4 separate regions of the Mus musculus genome follow, and all the other regions are linked to region 3. The links are chromatin contacts, called in public HiChIP or PLAC-seq and promoter capture Hi-C maps. All regions are on one chromosome and are shown on one strand. The core of a region is the stretch at or near the end of the contact, and the rest is flanking DNA. Distances in the headings are between cores, read along the strand shown.

Region 1 (2,700 bases), core at 167-2,666, 440 kb before region 3:
AGAAATCTGCCTGCCTCTGCCTCCTGAGTGCTGGGATTAAAGAAGTGCGCCACCACGCCAGGCGTGAATTCACATTTTAAGCGACTAAGTAGCACAGAATAGCCTCAAACTCACAACCCACCTGCCTCAGTCTCCCAAATGCTAGGATGACAGGATGACAGGCATGTGCTACCAGACTGTTATTTTTACTGCCAGTTCCCTTAATCCGGTTCACTGGACCAGTTTGGTAAGATTTTCAGAGCCTGAGTCCTGAGCTGCTCAGCGCTGGTATTTGCTGGATTTTATCTGGATCTGAGTCTCCAGACGCTACAATCTGGTCAGGTTTGAGACAAGTTTTCCCTCCAGGGCCCTGAGATCTAACTCAATGACCCACGGCCTGGCCTTAACGTCAGAATGGCCTTAGAAAGAGCGCTGTGGTTGGGAATCTCAAACTTAAGATTTTACAAAACTATATTCCCTAAGCTTAGTAGTCTAGCCTAAGATCCTAGGCAGCATCCTGCACTTAGCTCCCAAACCCTTAATCGAAGTTATAACTTCCTCAACTTCCTCACAGCAACACAGTAGCCTCCATTCATACACACGGTGCCCAAGCTTTCCTATCTCTGAAGGTTTTCTGACAGCTCTTCACAATATGCATGTCCAGAAAGCTGACTTCAAGCCCCAAACCGGAAGCTTTGTTCACACGCTGTTATATTTGGTTTGGTTTAGAACCCCCCCCCCCAACACACACCCTCAGCCCAGGAACTCTGCCCACACCCACTATCTTTTAGAAGCTCGGCACCCACATAAAGCCCCTAGCCCAGAAACCCCGCCCACACACAACTGTCAACCCCAAGACCCCGCCCACAAGCCGGGCAATGCTCTCTAGGACTGGAAGCTTGAATCGGAATGGACTCCCTTGGTGGGCTAGGTGTCCCTGCGGCCCCACCGCTCTCAGTGTAAACCCCTATAGTCCAGAAAATTCTCTCCCCCACCGGCAATCACAAAAGGCGAACCCTAAGCTCTCAGCCCCTCCCACCAGAGTGCCCGGCCCCCATCTGCAGACAGGAGAATTGTGTGCCCCAAAGAAAGCCTGAGCCCCTCCGAGCCCCTCTCCCTTTTGGAAGCTCCGCCTACCAAGCGGTGACCCGCCCCCTCAGGACCGGAGGGGCGGGGTCCCGCCTGCGCCGCGTCCCTTCCCCTCCCCCTCCCCCTGCCCGCGACTCCGGTCCGCGTGGGGAGGCAGTTCGCAGCCAGGCTCCCCGCTATCCCGCGACCCCCGAACGAGCCCAGCCAGCTCTGCTCACCCATCTCCTTCCCCCGGCGCTCTCCGCTCACCGCCGCAGCTCCTGCGGGCAATATGTCGGAGGCGACGGCGGCCGAGAGAGGACTAACCGCCGCAGCCCGGGCCGGGTATCAGCCGCACGCTCCCTCCGGCTGCTCAATTTGCATGCTAGGCGGGCTGGGAGTCGGGAGCGCGCTTCTTAAAGGGGCCGTTTGGACAAAAGCTGTGCTAACGCTCTTTGTCTTGCCTTTCCCCACGCCTTTCCCGCAGCTGCTGCTCAAGAGATTCTGGAGCGGGCGAACCCACCTCCCGTGTTTCTTCACCCTGTTCTGACTTAGAGGAGGACACCAGAGCGGCCTTTTGCCTCTAGTGAAGTCCTGTTTTTGTACAACACAGTCACCTCATACTCAGCGAGTCCCAAACTGGGCTTTCAGAACTCTTAGGCTTTAGTGTGCTTTGGCCCACCCCAGTCAAAATCTACGAGTCACTTCCCCTTTCCTCCAAAACTCTATATCCAATTTTTGGCCTCATCTTGATGACCCTAAACTCTATCCATTTCTCATGTTTGATTCTCATGTTCTCCACTGTTGATTTCACTGCCACCACCTTAGCTAAGAACCTGTGCCTGCCATTTTCAAATTTCGAAATAGTGTTAATGGGTATTAATAATAACCGCCTATTAGGGTTCTTAACATTTTAGAATTTGGTGTGCCGGAGAGAGGGAGGGATGCGCAGAGCAGTGGACTTGGGAAGACAACTGGTAGTAGTACTGGTTCTTCTACCATGTAGCCTAACACGTAGGCTATCGGGCTTGGCTACAAGAACCTTTACTTGCTGAGATATCTCGCCAGCCCTTTGATTTTGGTTTTTAAGACAGAGCCTCTGGTAGCCTGGGCTGTCCTTGAATTTGCTATGGATTAGAGGATGTCCTTGAATTTCTGATCCTGCTTCATAGTGTCGGAATTATTACTCTCACTATGACAGATTTATTCAGGGATGGAAATCAAACCTAATGCAAGCACAAATTATCTTGTAGGCATGGAAGATTAAATGAGACAATCCATGTAGTACCTGTTTTAATCAGTGTTAGCCATCATGTTTGGCAAACACTTAACAGAGGAAGCAAGTAGCTACTGTTATTGTTAGTGTAATTTCTTCCCTTGCAAGACTAATAAGCAGTCTATGGGGGTGAGGGTAGGAGATTAAAATTAGGGCCTCATACAGGCTAGGCAAGTGTTCTATCATTCAGTTATATTCTCAGCCTCATAAGCAATCTTTATATTATTGTTAAGTTTTTTTTTAATTTTATGTGAGTACACTGTAGCTGTAAAGATGGTTGTGAGCCTTCAAGTGGTTGTTGGGAATTGAATTTTTAGGACCTGTGCTCGCACCAGTCAACCCCCCTCACTGGGGCCCAAAGATTTATTATTATATAT
Region 2 (2,700 bases), core at 83-2,582, 470 kb before region 3:
AGAAAGTCTTTTCTGTTTCCTCAGAATTAGAGATTATAGCAAACTTTAGAAATGCACTACTCTTTACAATAGGCGGAGGTCAGCAATTCACTCTAAACTTTTCCACTTTCATTCAGACTAAAGATTTCAAACTGGACCCATATCAAAACACAACTTCCCAACTTTACGCAGGGTTAAAACTGTCCCCCCTCTCTCTCATCCCACCACTAGAGGGCCAGCCCATAAAAGGCACCAGTTAATTCCTAGGGCTCTGGAGTGATCACCCTGGTTTAATCACCGCGTGACCTTGGATAAGTTACTTTACCACTCTAAGCCTCAGTTTCCCCATCTGCAAAACAGGAATAACAGCAGCACCTATCCCACTAGATTGCAATTAGGTTAAACAAGACACGTTAAGCACTGACAATAACGTCTGCACGTACAGATTGGCAAATTTAAAGTTTTTCACTTTACTGATGCCAACAAATTACCAATACTGGTTTCACTTCTGAATTCGAAGACCATCATCGTATTCTTTTGAGCAACGGCTTTCGTATCCGGAATGCTCTTTAAAAAAGATCAACAGGTCTCTCTTTTTCTCCTAACCAGAGTTGGCCCAGAAACAGTAAGTCCCTGACCTGTCTGTGCCAAGAAGTCTTGGCTTTGGTCTCTCTACCACTGCGAAGGCTGTCACTGAGTCTAGCCGAACCACCCCATTCCTGCGCCGACTGGGACATTTTCCTGGCCTTCAAAGGCCCAAGCTCTGCTGGACCCGGCCGGCCCTTGGTTACCGGGCCGGAGCTGGCCTGCCCTGGGTCTCCTCTCCAGAGGACTCTACCCTCTACGTAGGCAGCTAGGACTTCACTTGGTTCAGAAGCCCGGCGTCCAAAAGCCCGAGGAAGCAGGCTCTCCGCGGCCAGGCCTGCTGCTGGAGCCCGGAGCCCGGCCCCCGGATCCACGGCAGGCGCAGGGCGAGAGGGCAGGGCTCTGCTTACCCCGGGAAGCGCGAGCTCTGACCCGAGGCCACCACGTGGGGACAGCCCAGGACGCTAGCAGTGCGGAACAAGCCCCCAGGGCTGCTCCCCGTGCGGGCGGCCCTACGCCAGCCCTAAACTGGCCCGAGGGGCGCTCCCGATCTGCCTTCTCCTCCCATGCCTCTCTGGATGCTTCCGACATCTGCTTCGGACGAGAGACAGGCCCTCGCCAGACCCCGCTCCCCGACACCTCGGCCCGAACACCCATCTCCTGAGCCGCTTCACTCACCCATCGCGGCTCCGCTCGCTCGGACTTGGCGGCGGCCGCAGCGGTAGCTTCAGCGGTAGCCTCGGCAGACAATATGGCGGACCTGCAGGACGGCGGCCTGACGGGGACAAACGTTTTATACCGTGCTAAAACGCGTTCTTAACCCTCACGCCCCCTTCCCTCCAAGGGATATCAGGATAGGGGCGGGCTTAAAGAGAACGCAGCCACTAAAGATGGCAATTAGGGATGGAATAGACAGCCGAGGCTGGAGGGAGACTAGAAGGAATATGTACAAAACAAAGTGTGTCAAACTCTCTGCCTCTGCTTCTGTCTCCCAAGTGCTGGAATTAAAGGCGTGCGCCACCACCGCCCGGTTGCCACAAGCACTTTAAACCACTGGGCCATCTCTCTGGTCCTTGCTGTCTGTGGTTTTAAAGGCAGAAGGGGCAGAACGATTGGACCTGGAGATCCAATCTCTTTCTGTTTTTATTTCTTCTTTATGGCGAGACCTTCTTTCCCAAAAATTCTTCATAATTAAGCCTGTATAGACCCTGAACTAAATAATTATTTTGAGAGAGGAAGTGATTCGTTCAAGGCTCCGGAGATAAGGAAAAGGAGTGGAGATTAAGCTGGGGTTTGAATATTGTTTTTGTTCATTTGAGACAGGATCTTTACTATGTATCTCTGGCTGGCCTGGACCTTTATAAATCAGAAAGACTTCAAACTCACAGCGATCCACCTATCTGCCTCCCAAGTGCTGAGGTAAAAGGCTCCCAGACCAGTTGTTTGTTTACGGGAGGCAGGGTTTCAGATATCCTAGACTTGAACTCTAGATTCTCCTTCTTCCACCTCCCCTCTGCTGAGGTTACAGGTGTGCGCTATCACACTAGAGGGAGTTTGTTTCTCCAGCAAAAGGGTGTGGTGGGGTAGGGGCAGAGCCCAGTAACCTTTTAATGACAGGGTCAGTTCTATATTGCTGACTAGTATGACCACCACCTTCCAGTGTCTGACTTATAGCTATTGAATGAATAAATGAACAAATAAACAAGCAAACAAATAAATAACAGGTCAATGAGCTCCCTTTTTTAGTGATGAGGACCTTGAAGCACGTGCCTTTTGAATCAAGGAATTTGGGGCTGATGCTTATTAACCTCCTTATTTTGCATGATAGCATTCCAGTCTTCCACATCAACACACAGAGCCGGGGTTACGTCCAATCTTGCCAATTCTAACCAAATGCCTGGCCGATAAAGTGAAACAACTCAAAAGTCAAATTCTATGACTTGAGGAAAAGGAATACTGTTATCACAATAATCAACCTCCTTATCTCACTTATCTCCAAAATCGTTCTGCCCCATCTGTCTTTAAAACCAGAGACAGCGGGGCTGGTGAGATGGCTCAGGGGGTAAGAGCACTAACTACTCTTCAAGAGGTCCTGAGTTCAAATCCCAGCAACCACATGGTGGCTCACAACCATCC
Region 3 (2,700 bases), core at 103-2,602:
GGAGGAAGGAAGGAAGGGAGGAAGGGAGGGAGGGAGAGAGGGAGGGAGGAAGGAAGGAAGGAAGGAAAGAAGGAAGGAAGGAAGGAAGGAAGGAAGGAAGGAAGGAAGGAAGGAAGGAAGGAAAGAAGAGGACATTAGGGACTTTGTCTACCTCCGTCTCTTTATTCTTAGTCATGGGGTGGGAATGGTGGAGCTAGGCACCTTTTACCTCCCTCCTTGAGACTCAGTTTCCCCACCCAGTGGTCCAACAGAGTATTAAAGTTACCTACCTTCCAGAGCCACGATGAAGAGTATTGAGCTCTAAGGTTTGGGAACTACTTCACCCAGAGCCTGGTACACCCAGAAGCTGGCCCTCCAGTCAGTATTCGGTATCATTATTAGCAAGCCCTGTTGTGTGGATGGAGAGACGGGAAGCTGAGAGGTTGAGTCCCTTGTTCAAGGTCACAAAGCCAATCCAGGACAGTCTGAGTCCTCCGGCCACCACAGATTTAGGAAGGAAACCCATCCCCAACGACAAATATTCTTTCTTGAGTCAGTCCTCAAGCCTTTTCCCTTGGCTGGGAAAAGGGTGCAGGGAGATATTAAAGACCTAGGTCCCGCCCACTAGACTTGCCAGATCCTCCTCAGTGAGCGTACACGCGCGGGAACGCACAGACCCGCGAAGAGGAGTGCGGGTAAGCACCTTCCTAGGAGAGACGAAAGGAGGATCCTCACGCCAAGAAACAGGCTTCTCAAGACCCCCCTTGCTAGGTCTCCTGGAGTCCCCGGGGCCGAGATGCTCCCCGACGGCCGCCAGGGGTCGCTGAGCCGGTGCGCAGGCCGCTCTCCATTCATAAATCCGGCCTGGCTCAGGCCGCTCCCTCCTCCCTTGCTCAGACCCCTTCTTCCCTTGGCTGGGTAGGGACGACCCCAGATTGGTGTTAAGAGGATGGACAGTCCTTTCGAGAGCCCTAGGGGAAGGGGCAGAGACATTGGCCTACCGATTTCCCAGCGGGACCTCCCTGCTCCTTAGGGGGTCTGGGAGGATTCCCAGAAGGGGCAGCAAGTGCGCTAAAGGGTACCTCCCGGAGGTGAGCGGAGTGGGGGGTGGCGCAGTCTTCCGGCACCCAGGTCCCCAGAGACTCCAGCCCCCTCCATCACCTGCCGATGCTCTTCTGGAATCCCCAAGTCAGTCCTGGGGGTCGCCCACGCCCCGCACCTGTTGGCTCCCGGCCCCGGGCATCCTCCGTTGCTGGAACCTGGACCTTGCTCGCGGGACTTCGCCTTGGTGCGGAACTGGAGACGCGGCGGGGTAGCCCCCTCCTGAGGCGGCGCTGTCCGCTCAGTGGCTGCGTGGTCCCGGCTCTGGTGCCCGCGGTAGCTCGGGAGGGCTAGGGAGGGCTGCGCGCCGCGGGGAGGGGAGCGGAGCGGGATGCTGGGAGGAGAGGGGAGGGAGCCCCGGCCTGTCTGCACTCGAGGTCACCCAGCTGGAGCCCCGCCTTGTACTTCACGCTTCCATCCACCTCCATTCACGCGTCCACTGGCTCATTCACATCCTTCGCACACTTACGCTCCCGCCACCCGGCATTCAGCACGCACCTGGGGTGGGGAGCGTCGAGGGGCCACAGAGCAGGGGTGGACCCCACCACTACTTGCTGCCTCACCTGACCGATTAGGGTGGTGGCACAGGTGAGTGGCATAAGGGTAAGAGGATGCCGGTGCCGCCTTCAAGCAATCTCAGGACGCGCTGGAGCAGCTGGTGTCCAGAGATGTCAGAAAGCCCTGATCTTTCCCGTTCTCCCTGCCCCAAATCCTTCTTGTTCACATTTACTTTCCCCCTCCTAAAGCACAGACATGAGGTGGAGGCAGAAGAAGGGAAGCTGGAGGCGTTCATTAACTCAATATTTACCAATCTCTGTGGCAAGCAATGAACCTGTAATACGGCCGCCATTTCCACAGGATACTCAATGCATGATCTCATTTAATCCCCGCGTCAGCCTGGGGGAGATAGTTATTACTGTCCCCATTTTACAGATAAGTCCTTGGATACACACAGCTCGGGGCTTTGCCCAAGGTCAGAGGCAGTGCTGAGGTTCGAACCTGTGTTTCACTCTCAGATCTCCCAGAGCCCCTCTAACCCCCAGTTCTGCATAGGATGTAGGCTTCCGGGGAGTAAGGCATTTCCCTATGGTGTCCACAAAGATGGGTGAGACCTAGGGAGCTGAGAGTCACAACAGAGCAGAAGAGCTCACCCAGGACTTCCTAGAACAGCAACACCTGCTCTGAAGCCGGAAGCAGGACCAAGTGGCCCTTGGGTTAACACGGAGGTGTGTGTGTGTGTGTGTGTGTGTGTGTGTGTGTGTGTGTGTGTCTTTAAGGCAGACAACAGCAGGTGCACATGATTGGATCAGGTCTCCTGGGAATCCTAGCAGGTGGGTGGGGACTTTGTCCACCTATCACCTCAAGACAGTGTCGTCCAAGCAAGGGTCCTTTCTCACACATCCCTTCCTTCCTGGGAGTTGTAACCACCATCTTCCCTTTGCAGCCAGACCCTCTTCTAAGGCACTGGAGATGCAAACAGGGGGTCTGTGAGCAGATGACTAGGACATCACCCTTCTGGGTCTGGTGACCTCTATCTACTCTGGAAGAATGGGAGTGGCTGGACCCAAGGCAGAAACTCTGTCCTTGGGTAGTTGTGGCATCTGTATGCAAGAATATAGG
Region 4 (2,700 bases), core at 171-2,670, 410 kb after region 3:
AAAGCAGTATCAGGAGCCAAGAAAGACAAGTTATAAGGGATGTCTCAGGGGAGCAGAGCATGGAGACAGGAGACTGAAGGCTCTAAAACACATACACATCTGGAGCTGTGAGTGGTTCCTAACTAAGATATGTGTTTAAGAAAGTTAAACGCCGGGAGAGAGCAAACAGAGCTGCTGTGTATAAGTCTGATTGAAATCCCAACACAGACACAAAAGAGGGTTTTGTTTGTTTGTTTGTTTGTTTGATTTTTGGAAACAAGGCCTCTCTATGTAGCCCTGGCTGTCCTCGACTCACTCCGTAGACCAGGATGGCCTGGAACTCAGAGATCTGCCTGCCTCTGCCTCCCGAGTGCTAAGATTAAAGCTATAAAAAGCCAGGCAGGTAGCACATACCTGCAATGGAGGCACTGGGGAGGTAAAGGCAAGAGGACCACGAATTCAAGGGCAGTCTCAGTTACATATTGAATTCGAGGCCAGTCTGGGCTATATATATGGCTTTGTTTAAAACAAAACAAACAAACAAACAAACAAACAAAAAGCAAATGAACTGGGCTGGTAAGACGGCTTGTTGGGTAAAGCGGTTGCTGCCAAGCCTGATCACATGACCCTGCAAGGCCCCGAGTAAAGAGCTCAGCTCCTGTGTTGGGGACACTGCTCATGTCTTTTCTCTCCTCTAAGAACACCAGTGCCACATATCCAAGCCCAGAGAACATGGACAAGTGTGGAGTGTCCTCATACAAAGGGACAAAGCCCCCAGGACACTGACAACCTCAAGAGTTTATCTTAGTATACTTTATTAAGTATCTGCTGTGTATGTATGTATAACACACATATAACACATATATACATGTTATACATATATGTGCACACACATATATAAAAGACTTGTTTATGTATTTTGATTGCATGCACAGTTATGTGCACCACATGCATGCCTGGGGGGTTGGATCCCGTGGGACTGGTGTTACAGACACTTCTGAGCCGTCATGTGGGTGCTGGATATTGAACCCAGGCCCTCTAGAGGAGCAGCCAGTGCTCTTAAGCACAGAGCCATCTCTCCAGCCTGGTACTGCTTATATTAACCTTTGTGTCCATGTTAATCCTCATCCCAATCTCTGGAGATTGAGGCCCCAGAGCTGTGGAAGGCTGACATACGCCACTGCCAAAGAACTCGGTCGGGTTCTAGACACTCTGTGTGGCTTCCCTGCGGTACACTCTCTAAGCTCAGCGACTGAGCCTGTCCAGACGCGCCAGTATTTAGGACTCCTGCCCCTAAGAGGCCTGCTGGAGGAAGCAGGCACTCCTTTCTCACTTCAGATCTCTGTATCCAAACCTTGGACTGCCATCTGTCTGTCCTCTGGCCCTCCCGCTGTGGCCCAGTCCTCCCTCCACTTGGACTGGGTCAGGGAGGGAGCTGGAAAGCAGTTGGCCATCACCTTCCGGGTAATTAATCCTCAGAGACCAGCTTGGAGCTTCAGTGAGGCCCAGCAGGCTGATCTGGCCAGTCTGGTTCTGTCAAGAGGCAGGGTCTTGGCCTCTGTATCCATGGCAACCCCAGCCCTTCATCTCAGTGGCCACTGACCCATACCCCGTTCTCAGCTGGGGGCTTCTTGGGCCCCTTCTGGACAACTCTGCCTCACTATATCTCTGAGTTGGCAGCTCCATTAGAGCCTGCTGACTGGTAGTGATCCAATTAACATACATCTACATTAATTTGCATAAACCCTAGAACAGCCCAGGGCAGGACCGTGAGGGGAAAACCCGACCAAAAAAAAAAAAAAAAAAATCACAGTACCCCCTCCTCCTGCCCCCAACTGGGCCTGTTTCTTTATTCACCATCTGGTAAACCCTTAGAGGCCACAGGGTGAAGTAGCGCAGAGGGTTTTCAGACGTGCCTCTGTGACTCAGTTTCCTCCTCTGGAGATGGAGACAAGGCTACACACCTTGCAGTGTTGTCTAGATTCATTTCCCAACTCCAGGACTACCCAACTGTCACCTCTGTCACCCACTCTGTACCCAGGAAAGCCCCCAGAAGCCCTATAGAGCTCGCACCTGAATCTGGGGCTGCACTGCTCCCACCTCGCGTCTGGACGCCTCCCGCCTGGACCTGGACCCTCATTTCTGGGTACTGGCATGACAGATTCAAACCTGACTGCCAACTTGTGCGTTTGACTTTTTCCTGATACCTCCTATGGGCTTTGTTTCAGAAGCAGGACATTCGCTTTCCCACCCTTCCCCGGTGGAGCGAAGGGCCCTAACTCATCTCTGGTCCCAGCACCACTAACGCTGGACAGCAGGAAGCAGTTTATGATGACAGCAAGAGGCAGAAAGTGCTCTGAAGTCAGACTGCTCCAGTTAATGACACTACCTGCCCGCTATGTGAGCCTGCGTTCCTTTTCCCTATAAGCCTCAGTTTCTCCATCCTATGGCCTCCCTACTTCCTGGGGTTGCAAAATTAAATGAGTTCACTACATTAGTGTTAAGATGGTGATAGGGAGGGTTGGGGATAGCTCAGTCTATGAGGTCCTTCCTTCACAGGGATGAAGATCTAGTCTGATCCCCAGAACTTATACAGAAAGCTGAGCATCATGGCAAATGTCCACCCTTTTGGTTGTGAGACGAGCCTTTAACAGCTGAGCAATCTCTCCAGTCCAATGGTGCACACGCACAATTCGAGGGTTGAGGAGGTAGAGACAGGCA

What was found. Promoter capture Hi-C pulls out the DNA fragments that hold promoters and counts their contacts. HiChIP or PLAC-seq counts read pairs in DNA pulled down with a chosen protein or histone mark.
Region 1: a promoter capture Hi-C map of embryonic stem cells shows a contact between it and region 3, with 2.5 times the contacts expected there. The contact joins the promoter of Tmem39b here to the promoter of Hcrtr1 in region 3. A contact is called at or near these places in 3 of 39 promoter capture datasets (cranial neural crest, embryonic stem cells and hippocampal neurons), 1 of 115 datasets of contacts at active chromatin or transcription factors (bone marrow-derived macrophages) and 2 of 9 other capture datasets (embryonic stem cells and liver).
Region 2: an H3K4me3 HiChIP or PLAC-seq map of bone marrow-derived macrophages shows a contact between it and region 3, with 2.2 times the contacts expected there. The contact joins the promoter of Kpna6 here to the promoter of Hcrtr1 in region 3. A contact is called at or near these places in 1 of 39 promoter capture datasets (cranial neural crest), 4 of 115 datasets of contacts at active chromatin or transcription factors (bone marrow-derived macrophages, embryonic hindbrain and large pre-B cells) and 1 of 9 other capture datasets (adipose tissue).
Region 4: a promoter capture Hi-C map of neural stem cells shows a contact between it and region 3. The contact joins the enhancer-like site here to the promoter of Hcrtr1 in region 3. A contact is called at or near these places in 3 of 39 promoter capture datasets (embryonic stem cells and neural stem cells), 3 of 484 Hi-C or Micro-C datasets (brown adipocytes, embryonic stem cells and palatal mesenchyme) and 2 of 9 other capture datasets (liver and macrophages).

The regions. Positions count from the first base shown.
Region 1 is chr4:129,695,429-129,698,128 of GRCm38.p6, forward strand. It overlaps Tmem39b (transmembrane protein 39b), which reads right to left and starts at 1,417. Exons shown (of 9, transcript NM_199305.2): 1 at 1,287-1,417. The coding sequence starts at 1,290.
Region 2 is chr4:129,671,435-129,674,134 of GRCm38.p6, forward strand. Kpna6 (karyopherin (importin) alpha 6) reads right to left here and starts at 1,333. Exons shown (of 14, transcript NM_008468.4): 1 at 1,243-1,333. The coding sequence starts at 1,246.
Region 3 is chr4:130,137,810-130,140,509 of GRCm38.p6, forward strand. It overlaps Hcrtr1 (hypocretin (orexin) receptor 1), which reads right to left and starts at 1,353. Exons shown (of 9, transcript NM_198959.2): 1 at 1,199-1,353; 2 at 270-387.
Region 4 is chr4:130,545,626-130,548,325 of GRCm38.p6, forward strand. The region is part of intron 1 of Nkain1 (Na+/K+ transporting ATPase interacting 1); the gene reads right to left. Among named protein-coding and RNA genes, the nearest start is that of Nkain1, 27 kb to the right of the region's middle. Within about 2 kb of position 1,421, at least 75 of the 459 cell types and tissues checked have an H3K27ac peak or open chromatin away from gene starts, as enhancers often do. A contact at or near this core is called in neural stem cells, where this site is marked.